Regions from separate parts of the Mus musculus genome. Here region 2 is linked to region 1. The links are chromatin contacts, called in public HiChIP or PLAC-seq maps. All regions are on one chromosome and are shown on one strand. The core of a region is the stretch at or near the end of the contact, and the rest is flanking DNA. Distances in the headings are between cores, read along the strand shown.

Region 1 (7,265 bases), core at 1,783-4,282:
AACAGTGTTTAACTCCAGTTTCGGGGCATATGACCATTTCTTCTGGCCTTGGCTGATTCCTATACATCTATGACACACATAAACGCATGCAGGCACACACACACACACACACACACACACACACACAGGTACATAATAATAAATTAATTTTAGAAATGAAATATCTAGAAGTTCCAAACACCTCCTGGGAGCCTCATAAGAAGACCAAGCACTGTGCAGAGGTATATGGGGACACTTTCTCTCTTGATGTGGAGCTAAACCTTTTCCAGTATTTATTTTCAACGTTTAAGAAGAGTTCTTTCCCCACTCTGACTTTTGGTCAGAAGCTCACTCACCTGGCTTGTGTGGGCGCTTGGATTCTTAGCAAAGCTCAAATAGTGACCTGTGAGTCACACGGGACAGCCTTCAGCAGCTGGGTGAGTCCACAGCTATTTCATCAGGTACCACAGCCACAGTCTGATGATCAGTGTGGTACCTTTTAAAGCAAGGTGCCAGTTGGCATCTGGGTTGGTGGGATTCCAAGTGGCCACATGCCATCAGTACTGGGAACGCACTAAAGGATGGTCATGCATCTTCTAGTGGGTTCCTTTTGCTAGAAGAATGCACTTCCCTGATTAAAAGAAAAAAATAACTGGAAGACTCTCTTCCGGCTAATTTGCATAAGAGAATTAGGTAGGGACCGAGGAGGAGGAGGAGGCTATGAGGGCTCTTGTACCTAGAGTCCTGCAGCAGTGACCGAGTTGGTCACAGCTTCTGCCACTTTGGACATGGAAACGACTCTGTAATTGAACAATATTATGTGCCGCGAGGCCAAGGTCCCCAAAAGGAAGAAATTTAAACATTTGGGAATACTTTCTGGGAAATTTGCCTTTAAAAATGTCAATTTGAAGTATTTGGGTGATTTATCAAAAAGTCATTTTCTGGAAGTTTAAAATATTCAACAAATGACCTGGATTCCTCTTGCCTTGCTGTTGATATGTAGAAACACGTCCCAAAATACACACATTCTGTCATAGCTGCTTAGTCACTGGATTGCAGTTCTTCCTGAGGAGAGAAATCAGGTTGACTTATGGAGAGGTCGCTCCAGTGGCAACCTACGTGGTTATCCTGGCTGCCCCCTAAGGCCTTAGTCCTAGATCTTCATGTAGCTGCCCACTGCGCATGCTCATGCCCGTAGTCACTCAAGTCCAGCTACACCGCTCCCATTCACCTTTCGCCCCCATGGCTGATCTCCCTCTTCCTTCTGTCAGGCACATCCATGAGTCACCAAGACTGTCCTGGCATCCCGTCCTGCTATCTCTCTCTCTCCACCCTTCCTTTCTATTCCCACTGCCCCTGGACCCCTGCTGCTTCAAGCCTGGGTAATTATAATAGCATCCTAACTAATCGCTTACTTGTTTCTCCCCCTCCAATTCACTGCTGCCACGGTAATCTCCCTAAAACACCACTTAATCATGCCAAACCCTTAATTAAAAATCTTCATTATCTCTTCATTACCACTAGGATGAAGTCCAAGCGCCTTAGTTTCCTTCCACATTCTGGCCTGAATCCACATTCCCAGCTTAAGGCCCACTATTTCCCAGTTTCCACAGACTCCACTAAGGCCGCTCCGATCACACCCTTCATCCACCTGGAACGGTTCCGTCGGGTCTGGTGAGACTCTGTTTGTCCTCTGAGATCCCTGTCAGGCCCTCTTGCCTTTTCTGTGACGTCATCGCTGGGTAACTGTGTCCTCGGAGAGTCTTTATCACGGCCTGGCATGATTCATTGGTTTGTTTGTGAGGTCTTTGTGTTTTCTCTCTTTGCAGACTGTATCATCTTAAAGCGAGAGACTTTTCTAGATCCCTCTGCACACACACCCGCTAGTTATAGACACACCACACCGCCCTGTCATTCCTAATAAATGATAATTAGGAGGCAGGTGGGTTTCTGAGTTCGAGGCCAGCCTGGTCTACAAAGTGAGTTCCAGGTCAGCCAGGGCTACACAGAGAAACCCTGTCTCGAAAAAAACAAACAAAAACAAAACAAAACAAACAAACAAATGATAATTAGCATATGATTTCGATAAAAGGAGTGTGATGACTGCCACAGCTTCTCCACAGCGATCCCTTTTATTTTCAGTGCCTACATGGGCGACTGAAGTGACTTGCCATGTGCAAGGGAATTTATGAAGTGTGAGTAGATGGTCACTTAAATCTGGCCAGTTTCAAAGACATGCGATTAAAGAAATGCTGGAAACGGTTGGTCCTTCGTAGGGAGGGCTGTTCCACTTTCTTCCTCTGGGCACCGCAGAGCACTGTGGGACTGGGCAATGACGTCACTAACAGTTGGAGCATGGCAGAAGGCTAAAGCAGGGAGAGTGGGCTATCCCTCAGTAATCCCTGATCCCTGAATGGGTTATCCCTCTGTGATCCTGTGAGTCTTCACAGGCATGGCATTTTGCTGCCTGTGTGCTAAGCTGACCCGCACAGGAGCTGGGCACAGTATGCCCGCAGGAGCAGGGCTCAGTATACCATGCATGGGGAAACAGCAGGTAGGATGGCTCTTCAGATTCTCATTAGAACACAAGAACCATGTGCTGAGACCTCAGTAGCTTAGAAACAAGCAGTGTATGTACTACCTCATCTTGGCTAGTAGGTGTTCCTTTCTTCTCAGGGCCTTCTCATATTTCACTAATGTCCCTGCACCATGCAGGACACTGCAGGAGCTGGCATGCATCCTCACGCCCAAGGAGCCTTGAGAACGAGCTCTCCACGGTATGCACCATGATGATGGGAGCCGTTGGAGTCTGGAATACATCGTTTTTGCCTCCCCCCACTTTCTGGGGAAGAATCAAGAAAAAGGAAACAGAAAACATTAGGTGATGGAAGATGTTGTGTTCAAGCCTCCTTTCTTCTCCCACTTTCATTCTAAGAACTTCTGAGAACAGGAAACTGGGCTGTGTACTTTCTCGTGCTCTGTGGAAGCCGGACATACAAACCCTTTGCTGTATATTCCCCATGATCCTGGGTGCCTACTGGATGCTTCTCCATGGGACTGGTGTTGCGACCAGACCTGCTTTACCCAAAGAATGAATGGATGCCGTCCAACTTGCTTATCCCATCTTTCCCAGAGAGTCTTAACTAGTAAGGGAACATTTCAGTAAATGAGACCTGAGACCACAGTTTGTACAAGAGACCAACAGATTTTGATTTTCAGAGATCGAAATAATTTCAAGTAGATGAAGCCATACCCACGTGAATTTTGTTCCCCAACTTAAAGTGATTCGCAGATTTAAAAATCACGAATTGTGTTTGGTTGAAAGACATCATCTGAATGAGGAACGTGGGAAATATGAGGTACCCTTTCACACAGATGACAAGAAACAAAGGTCTGCCATGTGCAAAGGCACCTGGCTTGACTGGAGTGGTTTTTGTGAGGACCACAAGAGACTGAAGTTTACTTCCCCATCAAGCTTGAACACCGATTTTTGTCTAGCCATCTAACCAAGTACACATAGGGGTAACATCAGGTGAATCAAGACATGTTTTGATATAAGACATAGCTAATAAAAATTAGCAGTATCTATCTCCTCTATCTTGGTTGCACTCTCTTCCTTCTTATTGCCTTGGAATTCTCGACTTGTTGACTGGGTATCCAGAGTATCCAGAGGGAAATACCTGGGTTATCTGGCACTCACTACATGGGGCGGGAAGAGTCCGAATGGATGAATCACTTTGGACTCTTTATAACACAGAGTCCATTTCTACACCCAGAAAGGTAATACCACCAGAAGATGTTTAAAGCATTTTATTAGGGAGTGGACTTCGGGATCTTCAAAGGAAAGGTGAAGACATCTTCCAAATTATTCACAAGTGACAGGCACCTTCCTTGTATAAAAATCCAGTGTTCTCAGACTTTGTCCTACAGTTCAGAGACACAGTTGACAGTTTTCTCCTCGCCTGGACCTGAATTTTACATAATTCATCTTGCAGATAAATAAGAGAAAAAGAACATTTTCTCTTTACTTACAAGGCTGCATTACGACACAGAGCAGACACATAGTTAGAAGAATCATTCTTTATCGAGAAGAAAATCCTGAAGTCCATTTCTCTATGATACTGGGGGTCTCCATGGTAACCACTTAAGGCTTGGTGATCTGCAGATGGCCAGGCTACTCAGGCTGAGACCTCTAGGCACACAAGCGCCACCTAGTGAGAAAATCGTCTTCGAAACTTTTCAAGGACCCAAATTTATTCATTTCCTATGGAAAAATAATTAACTTTACACAGACATGCCTATAATTTTAAATATTTTAGCATAGAATCCTAATTTTGAAATCAAAAGACTAGAGCTAGTGAGATGGTCCAACAACTAGGAAACTCAAAGATCTGACCAACGCTTTGTGTTAGTTACAATTTGGTTTAGATTCTTTGCACTCATGCATACTTCCAAAAGTGCTGACGTGTTATGTTTCAAATATAAAGAAAATCTTGAAAACTTTGAAAGAAAATAGAAGAGGCATGGAAGAAGGATTGGGAATGGAGTGGAAAGAAACAAAAAAAGAGACCTTTTGTTATATGCCAGCCAGTGTTTGTTTTGAACTACATGAATGCATTGCTAATAAAATAAATTAAATTTAAAAAAGAGATGTCAGCACATATTCATGTTGCAAGCATCCATTGAATTTAGCAGAAATAGTAGCGCAGTCACATTAAATTTATTTGCTAATCTGCAAAGAAAAACAATGCTTCCTCTCCATAAAATTAAAATTCCTTTTCTCCAAGCTCTCCCTCCGTCCCCCTCTCCTCCCCCTGACTTCCCTCTCCCCTCCTCCCTCTACCTCCCCACCTCCCCCCTCTCCTACCTTTTCCTCTCCTGGTCCCTCATATTTATGATGCATTTCTTACATTAGACCTGGGTAGACAACTCAAGTTCTGATTTTTTTTCCCAAAACCACTTAAATCAATGGTTCTGGACTTCCCTGGACATGCTATAGCAAGGAATTCACCTAATTTTATCCTTTGGCATGCTTACTAACACAGTAAACGCATGTCGCAAGCTACAAAGCAAACCTCAAAGTATAGGCCTTTCAAGTTGCCTCCATTGCTAAACGCCTTCCACTTCTACAGCTTGGATTCAAATTTGCGGGATCCTGGATGAAAGGTGGCTGCTGTTACGACAAAGATGTGAACCCAGAGACTTGGGGCTACATGACATTCCTTCCCGGGACTCTAAGCTGGTGTCTAGGACTGAAAGAGCGCTGTACCACCTTCCAGTACACTGTAGAACACTGTAGAAGATACAGTAATTTGCTGTGAGGTTACTCTTTAATAAAAAAGTCAGCCTGATTGGCTAGAAAACTATTATATACTCAAGAGGGGTTTTTTTGTTTGTTTGTTTTGTTTGTTTTGTTTTGTTTTGTTTTGTTTTGTTTTTTTGAGGTGGAGCTTATATTTTTAGTTACAAAATTTCCCAAGCTTTTACTAAACAAGTGGATACAAAGTTTCCAAACTGCTTTGGAAGTTTGAACCAATGCTGCAGTGACTGAAAGCCACCCTGTCTTTGCCTTTGCCTTTGCCTTCGTACTTACTGAGATTTGCATTGGGTGATTATCTGGAAAAAGACAGAACTCCAGAGTATAGGTTGAGATGCCGCATCTAAGCACAGACTGTGGCCTGAACCTAATCTAACCTCATCAGCCCGGTTAGCGTAGTTAATGCTGAATGCTGTGCAAAAATTCTTTTTCGTGCACACATGTGTACACAATATGTGTGTGTGTGTGTGTGTGTGTGTGTGTGTGTGTGTGTGTGAAAAACTATAGGAGATGGATGGGAAATAACCAACAAACAACTGCTACATATTAATTTCCTTTTTTTCTCTTTTCCTTTATTTATTTATTTATTTATTTTTTTGAGATGGGACCCTTCTAGCCCTCTAGACAAGGCTGACCTCAAACTCACAGACATCCATCTGCCTCTGCCTCTGGATTCTGGGAGTAAAGGCAAGAACCACTACACTCAGCTATTTATACTTATTCTTATTCCTTTAAAGCACTACATTCAAGAAAGACTGACAGCTAGAAACAGTGGACATGCCGATTTTAGAGGCTCTGTGTGTGTGTGTGTGTGTGTGTGTGTGTGTGTGTGTGTGTGTGTGTGTGTGTGTAATTGGTTGGGGATGATCTGTAGCCTTAATTAAATGCTACCAAATAATGTGTTCCAATCTTGAGGCAATTAAAATAAACTAAGGTGAAGGATTATTATTTACCTGGCTTTTGGTTTCGGTTTCATTTTAAAAACAAACAAACAAAAAACAAGCCAATACAACGACACAAACTATGTATAAGGCAGGAGAGATGGCTCAGGAGCTAAAGACACTTGCTGAGCTAGCAGAGGACCATGGTCAGTTCCCAACACCTATGTTGCCACTAACAATCATGTGTAGCTCCAATTCCAGGGGATCCAGCTCCCTCTTCTGGTCTCTGATGGTACTGCATACATATGGGGCATATGCACACTCAAAAATAAGTAAATAAATAAGTGCTTAAAGAGAAAAGCCATATATAAATATAACTACTGAAAAATGCCCTATGTATAACTTTAGTCATATAGCTACAAAGCTGAAAAGAAGTGATCCAAACGTTTTCCAGCAAAATAAACTAATAATAATCTCTCCTCTAATGGGTTGACTGGCCGCCATTTACATCTGGCCCGGCCCCGACTTAACTGCTCTGATACAGTTCTTGAAGCAAAGGTTGAGATGCAACACTTGGTAATGGGCTGCAGCACTAGTAGAAATCCCTCAGGCAGGACAGCCAGAATTTCATGCTACAGTCTCAGTGAGAAGACATTCTCCTGCTAGAGCCATTAGCGGTCTGAAAAGCCTCCGGTGGTTTCTCCGTGTATGTTCTGAATGTATTTTCTCTGAAGAGATCTAGTCAGAATTCTACTGTTGAGTAGAAACATCACTCCAAGGGTCAGATGCACTGTGTCAGACCAGGCTACCGTTAATAAAGAATTCTCTGAACACCTTTGTAAACAGAACTGTGTGCTGCACCATCTAGAGATACAATGAGACTCCCAGAAGGTTCTGTGGAAACACCACCTGCTCAATGCATCTTTTCCTGTATCTCTATGGGTTCATTAAATATCCAATCAAATATGTTAATTAGAATAAACCCTGGAATTTATCTACATAAGACTTCCCCTGTTTCAGTCACATACTCATACATCCAGTCAATGGTCAAGCACATACTGAATATCTAGTAAGTGTCAGAGGCTCGA
Region 2 (7,265 bases), core at 2,363-4,862, 260 kb before region 1:
AGAGCTGGTTTCTCCTGGCCTCCAACCATCCAAGACTGTTTCCAGAGCCACAGGGTCTCTGCTGGCACGTGACACTCGGGTTCGCTTTTCCGTGGAATCCTGTCAACAGCAGCTGGGGCTTTGTGGCCTTTGCTTGGTTGGCTTCATCTCTGGGAGGGAACGAACTTTCTTCACCTTCGGTACCACTGTCACCTAAAAGCTAGTTTTCTTTCTCACTTATGATCCCACTTCTCTAAGTTATAGTATCAGGACCCCAGCGTAAGGAGTTCCTGACCCTTGGTGTTCAGATGGAGATAGAGCTTTTGAGAGAAGGTCCTTATGGCAGTCAGCCATGCCTAGTAAAGACAATTGGCTCATTTAATTCCCACTTCTTCAGGGCTAAGCTTCCAGTTGGCAAGCCACAAAACTGCCTGTGTACTATGCTTGAAATAGTCTTGAGAAACTCATAAAGGAGCCCTCACTGGCCATTCATGCTGATGCCTTGTGTCTTTGAGTTCCTTTAAAAGTTCTTATTGTTTGTCTATATGAGTATATTCTTGGCATGTGCACTATGTGTGTAATGCCTGTGGAGGCCAAAAGAGGGCATCATCCCCTAGGACTGGAGCTACAGGTGGTTTGCGAGCCACCACGTGGGTGCTAGGGATCAAAACTCAGTTCTCTGGAAGAGCAGCAAGTGCTCTTAATCGCTGAGCTGTCTCTCCAGTTCTTTGAGTTCCTTTTCAAAATATGACTGAATTTTTATGGAGATAAAAAGTATAAAGTTGCTGGTACTTCAGTGTGAGAGTTTATCAATGCTTTCTTCCTAGTGGGAACAGCAATAGATGCCACACGTGGTTTTAGAGTGTAGGTGTTTTTGACCCATCCTTGGAAGACCTGACATGACTCATCACCAAGAAAGCTACTTCAACAACCTGATTTCATAATATCAAATCACAATAAGGAAATTGCCAGTACCCAAAAAGAGATTAATAGATAGGACATAAGAAGTTGAAGCAGCCTGCACATTATGCTGCCAAATACATAAATTTAAACACTATGCATCTGTCCATCTTGTCTGTTAATTCGAACAATCTCTCAAGTCCACACTGGCTGTTGAAGAATCTTGAGGATAAGAACAGGAAGTTACCGTCTGGGAGAGAAGGAAGTTTGGAGAAGCAGGCTGTTTGGTAAAGACAGGTTTGCTTGCTTAAGTGGCCAAGGAGATTTGAGGGCAGCCAGTTCTCACTCAGCACAGGCAGGCTAAACATGGTGTCTGGACCATAATAGAGGAATAATCAATGTTGGTTGAGAAAAAATGAACGGCTTTCATACTGAGTGTTAGTGGAACAAGTTCATTTCTGCCTGTTCGTGAAGCTAATCCTTATTTTAGGTCAACAACTGTCACCAACATTATCAACATTAAACAAAAAATTCAGATGTAATTTAAACTTTTAGGCTGATGATTAAAGAGCATGCATTTACGCATCCAGGAAAGCTCCATGACATTGATTCCTTCCTGCCGCGTTTTCCTCTTCTAAGGTAGGAAGTGTCTGCTAGCTGCAGTGCTCAGCCATAATGCTTTCTAGCCCAGGGCAAGAACACGACTAGCAGCCACCAATCACAAGGCTCGATAGGTAAATATATCAACCACATTAACGAAATGTTGAGACCAATACCTGTGAACCACCCCCTTAACTCCAAGTTGAAATCACATTAATGATTACAATGAATCTTTTACAAAACAAACAAACAAACAAACTCCTTCCTTAATATCTGGAAGTCCTGATTCCATTTTTCAATTCCTTTTTAAGATTTTTAGATTCCAGAACTTGCCTTTTCGTCCTGAATCAGGGCAGCACCGTGAGAGCCCCACAGCCTTGCAAAGGAGGGCTTTGTGTTCACAAGAACACTCTAAAGGACAAAGATTGACCACTCCTTCTAGCCTCACAAATGGCTCAGACCCTGGGTTACTCGTGCTAGTAGTACTGCTTTACAGTGTACCCTTGCAAGGATGGAATCAAGCAAGAGGCCCATGTAGGTGTTTGAAGGGGGCTGGCACCATTTGGGCGGGCTCTTCTGGGTTCTTGAACCTTGAATGTGCCTCTTTCTACCTGATAGGTGTTAAAATGGTGAAGATGTGGAGCAGGGCTTGAGAGCTTGTGTTTCCAAACTGCCAAGCAAGGCTGCTGCTCAAGGTTTGTGCGTCACACTCGGACAGCCAGTGTCTGAGGACTAAGGCCTAGATGGGTGTGTTCTTCGGGCTCTCGGAAATTTCTCACCAGAGTAACCAGCCAGCACCTAGGAGAGCTGGTGGGGGTCCTCTAAACAGCAGGACCCAGAGTGGAGGCTTCTTGTTAGGACCACAGACTGGTCCTAGCCCCTTCTTTGCTAGAATCACCCTTCTTACCCAGGCCCGCCCTCCTCCTTCTTCGTCCCCCCTCCCCCTCGTGCCAATGTGCTGTTCCCATAATGCTGGGCTCCGATTCTCCTCCACCCGCTCTGCCACCATTTCATCCTTTGATCTCCCACCCACTCGCCCCAAAGTCAAGTTTCTCTTGGCTCCTTTCTCGGCTGCTCTCCCACTCCTTCCCACGCTTCTCTCTTGCGACACAAAACAAATGTAAAATAACATTTCAAAAATATTAAAAATCGATGCTGATGAAATCGCGGTTTTGTTTTCTTGGAATGGGAGGCAACAGGTCCAACAATCGCAGACACAGATTGGCCTGCGCTGTACCATTGTTTCTGGGCAGAACCCTATCTGTTCACCCATGACCTGAAATCAGAATTTCCAAACAGAAACGTTTGCCGGATTAGTTAGGGCAGACTAAGTTTTTCTCCCATAATTTTATTTTGACAAGACCATGAAAGCTGCTATCGCCTCATCTAATGGAATCAAACAGGCTGCTAAAAATAACCCTTGCAAGCTTTTATTACGAACGGGAAACACCTCCTCCTCCCAGCTTGCGACTGTGATCAGCTTAATCCTTCAACTTTGCTGCGAATATTTGCACTGCTCTGGGGTTCTTTTCTTTCCAAGGCTGGTTTGCTCTGTTTGGCAGAGTTATTTGAACAGGTGGCTTTGCACACCCTATGCTAATGGAGGCTTTTGTCTTCCTTCAATCAGCAGAGGGAGCCGTTCTAGAAAGAAACGGTTCTTTGATGCTAAACTATTCACACCTGTTTGATTATCACCTCGCGAATCACAATACCAAGCCAGGCAGAACTTTCTCTAACTGGACACCAGAAGAGATGCGATCTCCTTTGCATCTCCAAGAGCATCTTTTCGAGACAAGCATCTCCAAGAGCATTTTTCGTTGCTTAGGGCAAGCGTCTCCTGTTTCCATCAGGCAACGGAAAGGGCATTAAGGAAGGTTTGGGGGTGCCTCGTTTGTAAAGAGCAGGATGCTAGGCTTCAGAGGACTCACCAGACCTAGTTCTCCGGCTTGAGCCCGCTTCCCCTTCCCTTTCATCCGGGGACACTTTCAGCGGGAGCTCCGGGCAGACAGTGCGCGCGCGCGCGCGCGCTAGGTCGGGGATGCGCTTGGCGCGCGATCACAGGGTCTCCGGGGACGCCCCGCGCGCTCCCTGGCTGCAGATCACAGGCGCCGCCCTCGGCCGGCCAGCACGGGAACCCGCCTGCTCCCTGGCGCGCGATCACAGGCACCGGGCTCCGCACCCTGAGGGCCGGGAGGTGGCACGGCCCCAGCCCTTGAGGAGAGCAATGGCTGGCGCGTTCCCACGGGAGGCCCAGGACCAAGCAGGGACTTCTACCTTCTCTAAAAAGTGTCTTCCACAAGTGACAAGGTGGCACCAGCAAGGGCGGTGGGCGTTCTGCCTCTAAAGCAGCTTTGTAGACACACCTGATTCTGGCTACGTTGGTGCTGCTTGAGTATGAACTTTTGGTCTGGTCTGAACGTAGCCTTTTCTAGAACTATGTTTTTGCATCTCATGAAAAGAATGAATGAAATAAGTGCCTTGCAGTGGGCAGAGACTAGCTTGGACACAGTTTAAGGAGATCAGACTTGTAGGTGTGCTCATGATGATAGTCAGCCCCACTTCCTACAGGCCTGCAAAGGTGCCTTGTGTACGTGCATGCGCATGTGTGTGTGTGCGCGCGCGCGCACGCACGCACACGCTTATACACTTGAGTTTTGTGCAGATGAAGCCCAAAAGCTGACATATACTGTTATCTATTATTACTCTCCGTCTTTTTCAGTGAGGTAGGGGGTCTCTCAATTAAACCCAGAATTTCCCCAGTCTGGCTAGTCTGTGCAGTCAGTTTGCTCTGGGGATTCTTGTCCACTCCTGCTGCGCTGGAATTGCAGGGAGGTTGCCGTGCCAACTAAGCATGTCTGTGGATTCTAGAGACCCAGAGTTCAATTCTTATGTTTGCTGACAAGTGCTTCAACTATTAGCATCTTCTGCAGCCCGGATTCGATTTCTTCTTTTTTCTTTCTGTTGTGCTTGTTTGCTTTGTTTTGTCTTTGGGACACAATTTTAGTGTGCCACTATGAAGAATGGATCCAAGGAGGACAAACAAGAATCCGAAACTGGGGGAGGGGGGGGGGGAGGGGGAAGGATGGAGAGATGGCTCAGTGGTTAAGAGCACTGACTGCTCTTCCAGAGGTCCTGAGTTCAATTTCCAGCAACCACATGGTAGCTCACAACCATCTGTAATGGGGATCCCATGCCCTCTTCTGTTGTGTCTGAAGACAGTGACAGTGTACTCACATATATGAAATAAATAAATAAATCTTTTAAAAAGTCAGAAACTGGTGTAGGTTAAAGAATAAATCGTGTAGAGGTTGAAAATCATAGCAAATTGTAGAAACTTGAAGGACTACCATGATAATTGAACAGATGCAGTATGGGATGTGCCTTACTTGAGTCTCTCTGTTGTAGCCAGGAATGTACTCTAAGGAAGAGATGGAAACAGAGGGGAGGACATGAGCTAACTTTAAATACACACACACACACATACATACATGCATACATACATATGTAAATATATGTAAATACATACATGTACATATTCCCTCATATTTCTCAACTGCAGTACTGTGATATCTTGAGGGCAGCAACCATCAACATGGAAGCTCACAGATTAGACAGTCTCCAGGATTTTTCCAGAAAGACATCTGGCTAAGGATTGGTGACAGATCTGTCAGGCATTGTTGGCAATCTCATAAAAAAAAAAACAAAATGGTACTTCCACTATGTTTATTGTTTTTGTTTGTTGGTTGGTTTGTTTCTGCTTCTCTCTGTCTTGGTGGCTTCTTGGGGTGTTGATGATCCCCAAGCAGTAGAATAAGGAGCCACCCTATCTGATATGATTGTTCAAAATTCAAAGACCCTTTGAGTCACTGGTTGCCTTAAAAATCTCATCACTTGCACAATGGAGATAGATTCAAAGGGACATTATTTGGGGCCAGGTAGGAACTTGTCCAGCCCTCAAGTTCTGGTGTATCTCATACATACAACTGATTTTGCAGGGCTCAATGTAGGGCAAGCATGAGTACCTGGTGTTGATGCCCCTGGACTTAAGATGACCGGAGGAGGCTGTGGCTTGACCTTCTCTGGGTTAACATCTTTAAAAGATACTTTTTATATGCATTTCCTAAACCTTTTTATTAATCTCAGAACAATGGGGGAGGGAGGGATCAATATATCATCTGACCTGGAGCCCATTATAAGAATTAAATTTAAAAAGAGATTTTACAAATTTTCTATCTGAATAAATACATTACTAGTATTTGATTGGAGTGTGTGTTATGTGACAAAATACCTAACAAAAACAACTTAAGGACAGAAGGATGTGTCTGAGCTCACAATCCAAGGGCTCATAGTTCAAGGGCTCACAGCCCAAGGGCTCACAGCCCAAGGGCACACAGTTCAAGGGCTCACAGCCCAAGGGCTCATCGTTCAAGGGCTCACAGTCTAAGAGATCATGGTTCAAGGGCTCACAGTCCAAGGCTTGCAGTTTATGGGCTCATAGTCCAAGGGGCTCACAACCCAAGGGCTCACAGTCCAAGGGTGCACAGTCCAAGGGCTTACAGTCCACAGTGTCAAGGAAAGCTTGGTGGGAGGAGTGTGATGCTATTGGTCACGTTGCAGTCACTGTCAAAAAGCAAGAGCACTGAATGTCGCTCTTCGCTCCTTTTGCTTTTTGATTCAGACAGGACACCAGGATAGTGCTGCCAAATATTAATTGTGTCTTTACAACCTAACTCCATCTAAAATCCCCCTCACAGATATACTCTAAGCTTTATCTTCTAGGAGTTTCTAGACCCTGTCAAGTTAACAACATTAATCACTAGGACTGTTAAAAAAATCTGTAATGAATATATGTTATATCGAACCAAATTCACTAATTACAGGTGATAAGCTTTGAAATATACAAAGTCATATGATCCTATGATATTCAAGATGGGTGACATTTCCATCTCTATTGAAAAATTCCTAGAGTATCTTTTAAGTCCATCTGCTTCATGAATTGCCAGACTTTAGTAACTAATTATCAGGTGTCATCCAGAAAATTCTTGTAACAGATTATTAATTAATGGCATTAATGTAATAATATGGTTTGTAAACTTTGGGATATATCGTCTTTCTCTTAGAAAAGAGGATTTGTAAGACAGCCCTCTTGTTACACTTATGAGTGAATTGGCTCCTGAGTGGACATCTTGTGTGTGGATGCATGGATAAAATGGTTTACCAGTTAGTGGGTATATAGGTTAGGTAATGGGCTTGAAGATAGCTCACATTTAGAACCTTAACTATTTCTTAGCATGGTAAAAGGTGTATTTGTTGAGGATCTTGGGAGAAGGGGCTTATCCTGACTTACCTGGGTAGATTCTAAAGGCCAAAGGCAGAAGCAGATGAGAGAAAGACCTAGGGAGCTCGTGATGGAGAGGAAAAGCTTAGAGAGACAGGGAACTGAAGGAGGTCCAGACAGACAGACAAACATACAGGGAACTGAAGAAGCCTCCAGACAGACAGAGACAGGGAACCAAAGGAGCCTACAGACAGACAGACAGGGAACTGAAGGAGTCTCTAGACAGACAGGCAGGCAGGGAACTGAAGGAGATCCAGACAGACAGAGGCAGGGAACCGAAGGAGCCGACAGACAGACAGACAGAAAGACAGACAGAGAACTGAAGGAGTCTCTAGACAGACAGGCAGGCAGGGAACTGAAGGAGCCTCCAGACAGACAGAGGCAGGGAACCAAAGGAGCCTACAGACAGACAGACAGACAGGGAACTGAAGGAGTCTCTAGACAGATA

What was found. HiChIP or PLAC-seq counts read pairs in DNA pulled down with a chosen protein or histone mark.
Region 2: a contact with region 1 is called in an H3K4me3 HiChIP or PLAC-seq map of neural tube, with 5 times the contacts expected there. The contact joins the enhancer-like site here to the promoter of 4933431J24Rik in region 1. A contact is called at or near these places in 2 of 15 datasets of contacts at CTCF or cohesin (large pre-B cells and pro-B cells), 39 of 484 Hi-C or Micro-C datasets (ECoMG myeloid progenitors, the G1E-ER4 cell line, cerebral cortex and 8 more), 14 of 115 datasets of contacts at active chromatin or transcription factors (acute myeloid leukemia, differentiating embryonic stem cells, embryonic basal ganglia and 7 more) and 1 of 9 other capture datasets (embryonic stem cells).

Annotation. Positions count from the first base shown.
Region 1 is chr14:118,206,732-118,213,996 of GRCm38.p6, reverse strand. 4933431J24Rik (a long non-coding RNA gene) reads right to left here and starts at 3,032. Exons shown (of 5, transcript XR_383762.3): 1 at 1,498-3,032; 2 at 950-1,044; 3 at 336-610. It overlaps Gm31981 (a long non-coding RNA gene), which reads left to right and starts at 2,292. Exons shown (of 2, transcript XR_383764.2): 1 at 2,292-2,533; 2 at 2,695-3,576.
Region 2 is chr14:118,470,273-118,477,537 of GRCm38.p6, reverse strand. No RefSeq gene overlaps it. Among named protein-coding and RNA genes, the nearest start is that of 1700044C05Rik, 110 kb to the right of the region's middle. Within about 2 kb of position 3,612, at least 50 of the 459 cell types and tissues checked have an H3K27ac peak or open chromatin away from gene starts, as enhancers often do. A contact at or near this core is called in cerebral cortex, differentiating embryonic stem cells, embryonic basal ganglia and 2 more, where this site is marked.